2 separate regions of the Gossypium hirsutum genome follow, and region 2 is linked to region 1. Evidence: chromatin contacts called from public Hi-C data. All regions are on one chromosome and are shown on one strand. The core of a region is the stretch at or near the end of the contact, and the rest is flanking DNA. Distances in the headings are between cores, read along the strand shown. Region 1 holds the start of LOC107903828 (transcription factor bHLH149). Region 2 holds the start of LOC107893743 (intermediate cleaving peptidase 55, mitochondrial).

The links. Hi-C and Micro-C count contacts between places; a contact is called where the count stands out from the background.
Region 2: a contact with region 1 is called in a Hi-C map of leaf, with 6 times the contacts expected there. The contact joins the promoter of LOC107893743 here to the promoter of LOC107903828 in region 1. A contact is called at or near these places in 2 of 34 Hi-C or Micro-C datasets (leaf and seedling).

Annotation. Positions count from the first base shown.
Region 1 is chrA13:80,009,892-80,014,539 of Gossypium_hirsutum_v2.1, reverse strand. It overlaps LOC107903828 (transcription factor bHLH149), which reads right to left and starts at 2,749. Exons shown (of 1, transcript XM_016830001.2): 1 at 1,702-2,749. The coding sequence starts at 2,410. The coding sequence ends at 1,811.
Region 2 is chrA13:80,318,822-80,323,469 of Gossypium_hirsutum_v2.1, reverse strand. LOC107893743 (intermediate cleaving peptidase 55, mitochondrial) reads right to left here and starts at 2,768. Exons shown (of 14, transcript XM_016818812.2): 1 at 2,365-2,768; 2 at 1,717-1,791; 3 at 1,218-1,481; 4 at 840-932; 5 at 500-706; 6 at 118-221. The coding sequence starts at 2,412. It overlaps LOC107893745 (rhodanese-like domain-containing protein 6), which reads right to left. Exons shown (of 9, transcript XM_016818815.2): 7 at 4,634-4,648; 8 at 4,342-4,507; 9 at 3,125-3,980. The coding sequence ends at 3,238.

The sequences.
Region 1 (4,648 bases), core at 1,500-3,999:
CTATGAAACCAAAATAATAATATTAATTGTTGGAGAAAAAGAAATATAGAAAAACACCCCCCCACAAAAGAACAAGCGCATGTGGTCCTTGATTGCTAATATATATATAAAATTTGCAAAATGGGGCATGCTCAAAACTTCTATTGACCAGCAAGCATCCCACATGTCCCAATCCCAAAATCAGACAGCTTGGCTTTCATGTTACCACACGTGTTAGCCCTTAAATGTGAAAAAGAGATTCCTCCTTTGAGTCATCATCCCTTCCTCCATTGGTGGGGTATATATCACCCCTCCATCCCATCGCAACCTTGTTTCTTTCACGACATTTTCGCTATTTTTTTTGAAAATGTCAATTTTATAAAAAAATTTATTTTATTTATTTCTTTAATTTTTTATTTTTAAAATTTTTTAAATTATATTTTTATCAAGTAATCTCAAAGTTAATAGAAAAATTAACATCCTTTTAATTTTACTGACGTAGCATACCCATATATTATCATGTGGATGATATTTAACATGTCAACATTTAATTATTTTTTTTTAAATTTAAAAAAAATTATACAAACTACATTTAAAAATAAAAAATCGTTAAAATTTTTAAAATATATATTAAAATTTTTAAAAAATTAAATATTATCGTATCATTTAAGTGTCAATCTACATATATATATCACAAGAAAAGCTAACAAACATTAAATTTTCGAGGTAATTTAATAAATAAAATAAAATAATTTTTATTAAATTAAAAGAGCCAAATAAACCTTTTGAAATTCCTTCTTGAAAATAATAAAAAAAGGTACATTCTAGACCGGTGAATAGAGGAAAAATTTACGTTTCTAAAAAGATTTAATTAAATTCAATTTGGAATTTAATTGGTGCATTATAGTAAAGAATCATAGGAAATAAATATCCTATATCATAAATGGGCATGTGAATTTTGAAGGAGTTAAAGAGAGGGGGCACATGCAAGCCATTTGAAGGGTGGGTGCACTTCAAAATGTAGTAGGGCCATGGAGGCACATGTGCTGCGACTGCCAAGGGCTACTTAAATCAAGGGCACATGTTGTGAGCCTGATTTTGCTCATAAAAACCCCCCATTACGCCTATCCTATACAAATTTAATACATTATGAGTTTTTTTAAAAAAAAATACATGCATTAAAATTCAAAATTTAAGAATCAAATTAGGGTTTCTATAGCTTGCAAATATATCTCAGTTAGGTGACAATCTTTGTCGCAAACTGGATTATTGAACTGACCCTTTTGCCGACACAACTATGGTGTTTCTTTGGTTCCACTCCAACTAATTAAACCAAGAAATGAGTGTGAAAGAAGTGATTAGTTAGGTTATAAGGTTGAAAATGACTTGCATTTTGTTTTCAACTCTTATTGAGTAAATAATCAAAATCACAAATCTTGTACCATGCAGAATTCAAATCTTATTTATTTTGATCATCCAAGTAATTTGTGGTGTTTTTCAAACTTTCCTAAATTTGTAAATTTTAATTAAGTTGATAAATGCCACTAATAAAAATTAATTTAAGCTTTTACATTATTATTATTATTATTATTATTATTATTATTATTCCACCCAAAAAGAAATAGCTGGCATTGGCATTGGCATGTTCTAATCAATTAATTAAATGATGCTTAACAAACCGAAAATAAATAAATAAATAAATAAAATAAACAAAAGTGGAGCTCAAAAAGAAAGAAAAAGTCGTGTATACACAATAAAATACAGCAACTTAAAAATCTCACCGATAAACAGTTTCCAAAAATAATAATAATTATTAATAATAAACACCTTTTCAAGAGTTGACATTAGAGGGAAGGCGATCAGCCGGCGGCTGCGGTCCACCGCCAGTTCCGCCGCAGAGAAACTCGGTAATAGCCGTCATGGCTCGAACTTGCATCTCTAGAGCCGCTATGTAATCGCTAGTTTCTTCTATAAGGTTGGAGAAGGATAGTTTCCGGCAACCGGGGACGAGACGTCCCAAAACCTTCAACTTCCGCTCAACAGCCGGCGTTTTCCTCCTCTCTCTGTAAATATCGGGCTTCCTCAACCTGTTATTAGTAGGGAGCTTGGCTTTCTTATGTTTGGTCACCTTGCGAGCGGTGAGAATGGCTCTGCCCCAACGAGTGGTGCCCTTGGCCAAAACGGCGAGAACCCTGTCAGCCGTTTCGTGGACTTCCCTGGAGGCGGAGGTACGACGAGAACGACGGAGAGCCTGGAAGAGCTTGGAGGAGTAGATGTGTTGGTCTCGTTGGGTCCGCCATCGCTTAATTCTTTGGATGCGTTGATTGGGAGGACAAGAGGAAGGGGTTTGAAGGGTTATCCTGGGTTTCTTGGGCTTGAACTGAAGAGAGGTGTCAGGGGCAGGTTCTAGATTGGGTGTGAAGGAAGCCATGGAAAGTTGGGAATAATTGCAGAAAGGAGATGGAGATGGAGATGGAGATGGAAGAAAGAGGTTGGAAAGTAAGATATAGGTTATGTTAATGGTTTGGGATATGAGTTGAGAAACAGAGAGAGGGGCTTCCAATCACTTTATAAAAGCCATGCCCTTTCATTTCTCTCATTCACCAACTAATAAAAAAACAACACGCGGGTTTCAGCTTCTGTGCTGCGCTCTCTCTTTCTTCTTTTATTATTATTATTTAATTTCTCTATAATCATACTTTTTTTTTTTACTTTTTTAAAATAAACACTCCATTGGCAGTGTACTGGATCTTTTTTTTTTTTTTGAGTATATACAGTGAATGTTACAGAAATGTCAATGATTTTCAATACAATTCCATTTTTTAATATTTATTTTCATTACTATATTTTTATATAGAATTTAAATATTTTATCTTAATAATATTTTTATTTTTATTTTATTTAAGAATATAATTAATTTTATAAAAAATAAGAATAATTTTTTTATAAAGGGTTACTGTTATAAAAAGGTTGATTGTAATTGAAAAACTTTTAATGCCCACAGAGTTGTAAAATTTAAATTTGAAAATGTAAATTTGCTAAATTTGAATATGTATTGTAACATGTCAACTAAGTTACTGATTTGGTGGTACACTTGATATGTAGATTGACATTAGATTCAAAGTTAGAATTTAAACAATCCAATTCTCTCCTTTTTTTTCCATATAAAAAAAATACTATTATAACATAAAGAATAATTAATATAAATTTCTACTTGAAATAAGAATAATAGTTAAGTAAAAAAATATTTTTCAGGTTGAAAACAAATCATATGAGTAATTAAAATCACCATGTGTAATTAATTTATTGCTAACTTATGTAGTAAGATATGTTAAAAAACAATACCCTTACCCAATAAAAGTATTACTACTTGAATTCAAATATAAATACAATTATATTATTTAAAATATATTTTTTTAAAAAAATAAAAGGAATAAACGAATTCAAATATTTGAATCTCTTACTAAAAGAAGTAACGTGAATGTTGTTATCTGTAAAATTAAAGTGGATTTGGATCATGAATATCCAATAATTAATATCTACACCCATTTCAAATCCACAATATCTTTGGGGCAGTGATCTGTGATATGCATGGACCTTTATTGGGGGTCTCGAGAAAGCTACCAACAATAGGAAGTGCAACAGTTGCCGAAGCATCGGCCATACGCGAGGCTCCATCTTGGCTCAAAACGTCCAGTTTCGACAATGTTCTCGTGAAGTATGATTGCGTCAAGGTGATTCATGCTTTGAATTCGAATAAGTTGCGCAGCTCTAAGGTGGGTTTGATACTTTATAATTTTTGTTGGCTTTTGTCTCATTTTCAACATCTTTATTTTTATTGGATTTGTCGGAGTACTAATAAAATTTCCACGAGCAACTTTATTCCAAGCAAACATTGTTTTTTATATTATACCATCCTTTTTGAGTTTTTGTACTTTTAGTATCGAAAAGGAGGTAAGGTGTTAAATATGAGTGTATGAGAAAAGCTTATTAATTCGCGTTTAGTAATGTCATTTCTTTATAAATTTTAATTATTCTTATTATATTAATTAATATCATTATTCTTTTCCTTGAAAAAAAAATCGTAAATATCAAAATCCACGCAACCCATTATTATCATTCCCAACATTTCTAAATTAATCGAAACACACGTTTTTTTTTCTTCTCTGTGTAAACTATTTTTGAATAAAAAAATCAAATAAAATAACTTTTCTTTACCTAAAAATGTTATGAAAATAAAAGTAAAGTGATGGAACATCAACTCACAGATTATATATTGTCCAAAAGAAACAAGAGTCAAAACTGAATTGGAATGCTAAAGTATGAGTTAGTTGGTCAACATCATGAATTCAATAAATTAAATTATTATGGGATTGAAAATGCAATGTAAATAGGAATACCTTCATCTACCCAATTATTTGCTTGCGATTTTATGACTATACCTCAACATTTTTCTTTACCTTCCCTCTACACTCTACCTACTTCCGCCAAAATTTATTTACTTTTCAACAACAAATTTCTTAATTTTTTTTAAAATTATAAATTTCAATAAATTTTAATTTTATGCAATTTCATACATCACATTTTAATTTAATTCAATTTTTACTAACTATTGACATAACCATTAATACAATTTTCATATTACATAACAAATAAATAACTTATATAA
Region 2 (4,648 bases), core at 1,519-4,018, 310 kb before region 1:
TAAAACTATTTGGTAGATAAGTTCACAATGATACTAATGATATTTGTTGCTACACCAAACATATTTGGCATTAAAAAAGGGCATGCTTTCAAGTCTTTTATAAAGGCAAAAGCTTACGCCATTCTCTGAGCACCTCTCATTCTGCATTCATATTCAACCTTAGCTGATAGCATGCTCTCATGAGGATATGTTTTGGAATGCAACATTGTCTGCAAAAGAGCCTGTCCAAGAGCAAGCTATATGTTAAATATGAATACCAGACAGGTAATTACCTTCTCCAGACACAAAATATTCCATAACAGAAGGGGCATCTATTTTAAGTGCAATCTCAGTAATACCATAAAATAATGTTGATTTACCACCTGATACTAGGATATTTCTAACCTAAAAAAGCTTGATAGCCGAAACCAAGTAATGTAAAATAGACGTGCATCAGACATTAATCACATTATACAAAATTCAGGTCAAGAGGGACCAACAGGGTTGGACAAGAAAGTACCTGACAAGCAATTGCTGCGGATTCTTTCATTAACTTAAGTTCAGAAGGAGATTTTACCCATCGTAGCTCATGGGTGAAAAGAGAAAGGTCACTCACTTTCCTAACATGAGCTGCATTTTGAAAGGTTTCCAAATCTGTGTAGGTCGGTGTAGCCGTCAGCTTGTTGTGGAACAATTTGGAAGATCTTTTTATCATATTTGGAAGGATCTGCCAGGCATTATTTTAAAAGTATTTAAGAAAGAAATAGAAGGAGAAACAAAGAAGTTACTTTCCTTATCATATCATATATGATAAAGCAAGACATTTGAACTATCATATCTACAACGGATTATCATATCACCTTATCTAATTTGCTCACTGGATAAGCTTCTTCAGCTTTGAACATCTCTAGTGCTGCATCAACTCCTGCTATTTGTCCTTGCCAAACAGCATCCTACATAAACCATAACTTCATAAAATTTTGAATGAACTTAAAACATGTCATGCATAACAAAAGAACAAGAAGAAACTAGATCATTTCAGCCTTACTGAAATACTAAAGAATTAGAAATAACTTGATGTTTACAAGTCAACCTACTCCATGCCCAACGGAAAAGTCCAAATGAACCATCCATCTTATAATTAAAAATGAAAAGAAAAAACTAAAGCCTTCTTACTGCAAAATTAGACAACAAAAGCATTTAGTATCAAAATATTCAGTTACACAACCTCAACATACATGAGGTTTTGGTTCTGGCATGAACATGCATAAACCACACTCATGACTTAATACTGCCACCCCACCAGGTTGCTGGCAACCAGTAAGATACAAGTAATCAGCATCTTGTTGAAATGTATAAGGCACAACATCAGTCATCATCTTTACAGGGGCAGCAGCAATGATGGCCAAGCTATTTTCAGGAAGAAGTTCCAACAATCTTTTCTGTCTAGAGATGTATTCTTTGGTAGCTATACCAGGTGTAATCTCCCCTTCCTTCATTAACTGAGAGGTAAACATGAAGAAAAAATGCCTTAGAACAAGAACCAAACTAAACTTAAAGCATACTTAAAACCTTCTTCTCTTTGTCCAGGAAGCTGACAGCATCAAATTGCCATTTTACCCATCAAAGCCTTGTATTATTTGCAGACTAATCATACAAAAGCAAAACCATCAGAATTCTCAAATCTCTACCATGTTTCCTAACATCAGAGTGATGAGGACATGTTAAGAAGCACACCTGAGGATGAGATGCTGAAGTAGGTTGTCCAAAATCTGAGACTTTCCCAGTAGAATATGTACAGCGACGGATAGCCTATCAAGTAAGTTTTTTAAAATGATATTAACAGTCGTAGAACAATCACTCTTAGATTGAGCAACAACAAAAAAGAATCAGTCATAGTTTTCCAGCAACAATTAATAAGTACTCTACATCTCTGATTAAACACGTGATAGTATGAACTCAATAAATAAAGGTAGTACCCTTCGGTCTTCATTCAAAGAAAAAGAACAAGGAGGAAAAGATAGTAAAATCTTCGTGCTAGAAAACTTGTCATGTAGATAGAAGGTGGAAGTATAATAACCCGTTCATAAATCAAAACGTTGTAAATAATTATGAAAATAAATAAACAAATAAAAGCAAATTTAATAAACATAAGCATCGTTAAGATGCGAAGATCGTAAAGCAAAGTCCTCAAAATTCACAACCAACTTGAAAATTCAATTAGCGATCATATACTAATGTCCCAAAAGAAGGAAGATAATAGAAAGATGTTTAATTGAAGCAAAAATGTTGAGCACCAAGCATTTGAAAAGTACCCACTTGATAATTCATTCCAATAAGCATAAAACCATGAGTTAGTTGGTAAAGGAGGAAAAAGAAAGATACTTGTTTGAAGGATAATTGGTGCAGCAGTTTCCTACTCAAAATCTTCATTGTTCCTTTCCTGTTTGCTTCCTCAGCTGGGTTAACAGCTATGCGTTCCTTCCAGTGTAGTTCAGAATTCAGACTATAGATAATTGGTTCAAAGAGTTTGTGTTGGAGCCTTTTGGGAATCAAAAGTTAGTTTCAGTTTAGGATTTATTCCTTGAAAAGCATTCCCAATCCCCCACACTTACTAACACTGTTCCCGGACTAGTTTAGGGTTTAAGAGTTCATCATCTATGTTTTTTAAATCCAACCTGTGGTTGACACCAATTAGTTGGTTGGATCGATTCAACTTAGTCCCATTAAAATATTATAAATTTTTTAAAAAATTCTGTTGAATTGATAGTGTAATTAATTTTTTTGCCAATTCAATCAATTTGTATTCATGGATCCAAACAATATAGATCCGCATGCAATAGAGTAATGCTCATATTAATCCTTGGTTTGAAAAATCAGATCTATGCTACAATCAACTCTAATTTTAATTAAATAAATTATTATAAATTCATAAATCTTTTAAATTATAAAACCAATTCAATTGGATTTTTGTTTAGGTTCAATTAATTCCAAGTGCTTCACTCAAACCGGTTCAACCCAACGATTACTATGGGTACAGTTTTGATTCCGGGAACCATGTATTAATCCATAACAATGGACTATTGCATCATTAAGAATGGCTAAAGTTTCTGACAAAAAATTAACTAGCTGATTAGCATGCACATGGGACAATTAGCTCATTTTGAAAGACTAAATCTCTTCAGTTCCAGTGTCGGGCCTCATTTCTAAACAGAGAAATGAAGAATAAAAAAACTAGTCAAATACATATCTAATACATCAGAGAAAACGTCGAAGAAAGTCCTTTATATTGTCCATGTATGGAGACCGAGTTGGAATGATGTGACCAAATTCATGTTCAATAATAACAGAGCAACCATCTTCAAATCTTGATGCCAGGTATCTGCTGGTATGGCTTGTTATCTGTCTGTCCTTGCGGGGATCACTACCAAATATATGAAGTGATGGGCAATTAATGGGCTTTTGCCAGAAATCTGCCAATGGGAGAGCAAATCCAGAGCACAATATCACAAATCTGAGATCAATTTCAGCCTTTAGCTTGTCTCCTTGTGCACAAAGTAAAGCAGCCATTGCTGCTCCTTGTGAAAATCCCAAAATCCCATCAAAGGGTCCTTGCTCGGAGAACATTTTTTTCAAATAGGCTAGTGATACATCAAAGCCATCAGTTTGTCCCTGGTACTGAAGAGGGTCGAATGGCTGATTTGCTATTTTCCAATCAGCTTCAACCTTCCCACCAAAATCAGATGCAACCAACCATGCATACTTCCTTTTGCAGTTCTCAGGTGGAGGAGCATGTTGTCCAGTAGGTGGAGCACAACTATTTTTTGCTTCTGTACTAGACTGGTAAATGAATGGCAACTCATGGGGTGCATCAATAAAAACAAGTTCAGCAATGCTTTTAAGTTTCTTGGCTAGTGACGCGCTTCTTCCTTTAAAACAGGAGGCATTTTGCCGAAAACCATGCAAGCATAAAATTCTTAATTTCCTTGGAGCTGCATTGCCTAAGAATAGAAGTTATAACAATTTTAGGACCAGCAAAAACAAAATCCATATCAATTTTTACAGTCAACTTTAAACCACTCAGGATATCAAGGTAATCTAGTATTCAGTATTAAAAATGCAGGTTTCAAGATAAATCCCCTAGCAAATGAGTTTTACACATAAGTTGCAAATCTATTTGCAATAAACAATATGTATGCTTTTGTAAATAGATGCTAAAAGTGGCATATCATAGACGAGATTTAACAATAATAGAAAAAAAGTGTAGAGTATCCCCAACACCAATTAAATTAATCAGTTAATTACTTAACATTTCTTGCTTAACCTAAGATTTACTCTTATATAAGATATTACAGACCTTACCATTTCTTGAAGGCAGGTGAGATGAGATTTTGGAATCTGAACAAACAGTTTTCAGATCATTTTTGTCCAATACTGTTGCAAGCTCACCATCTTCCACAGATGGAATGGATCCAAAATCCATACCATGTTTCAGGCACAACTCACAAACATATGCATCACTCTTTATCTGCCACCCAAATTGACAAAGTTCAGAAACACCAATGATGAATATAGAAAATAAAAGGTGTACCAGAAGAAGCATAAACAGTATCTTGTTAAAAAAGATGGCTCAAGAGATAATTGTAGAACATACCTGACAACTATCACA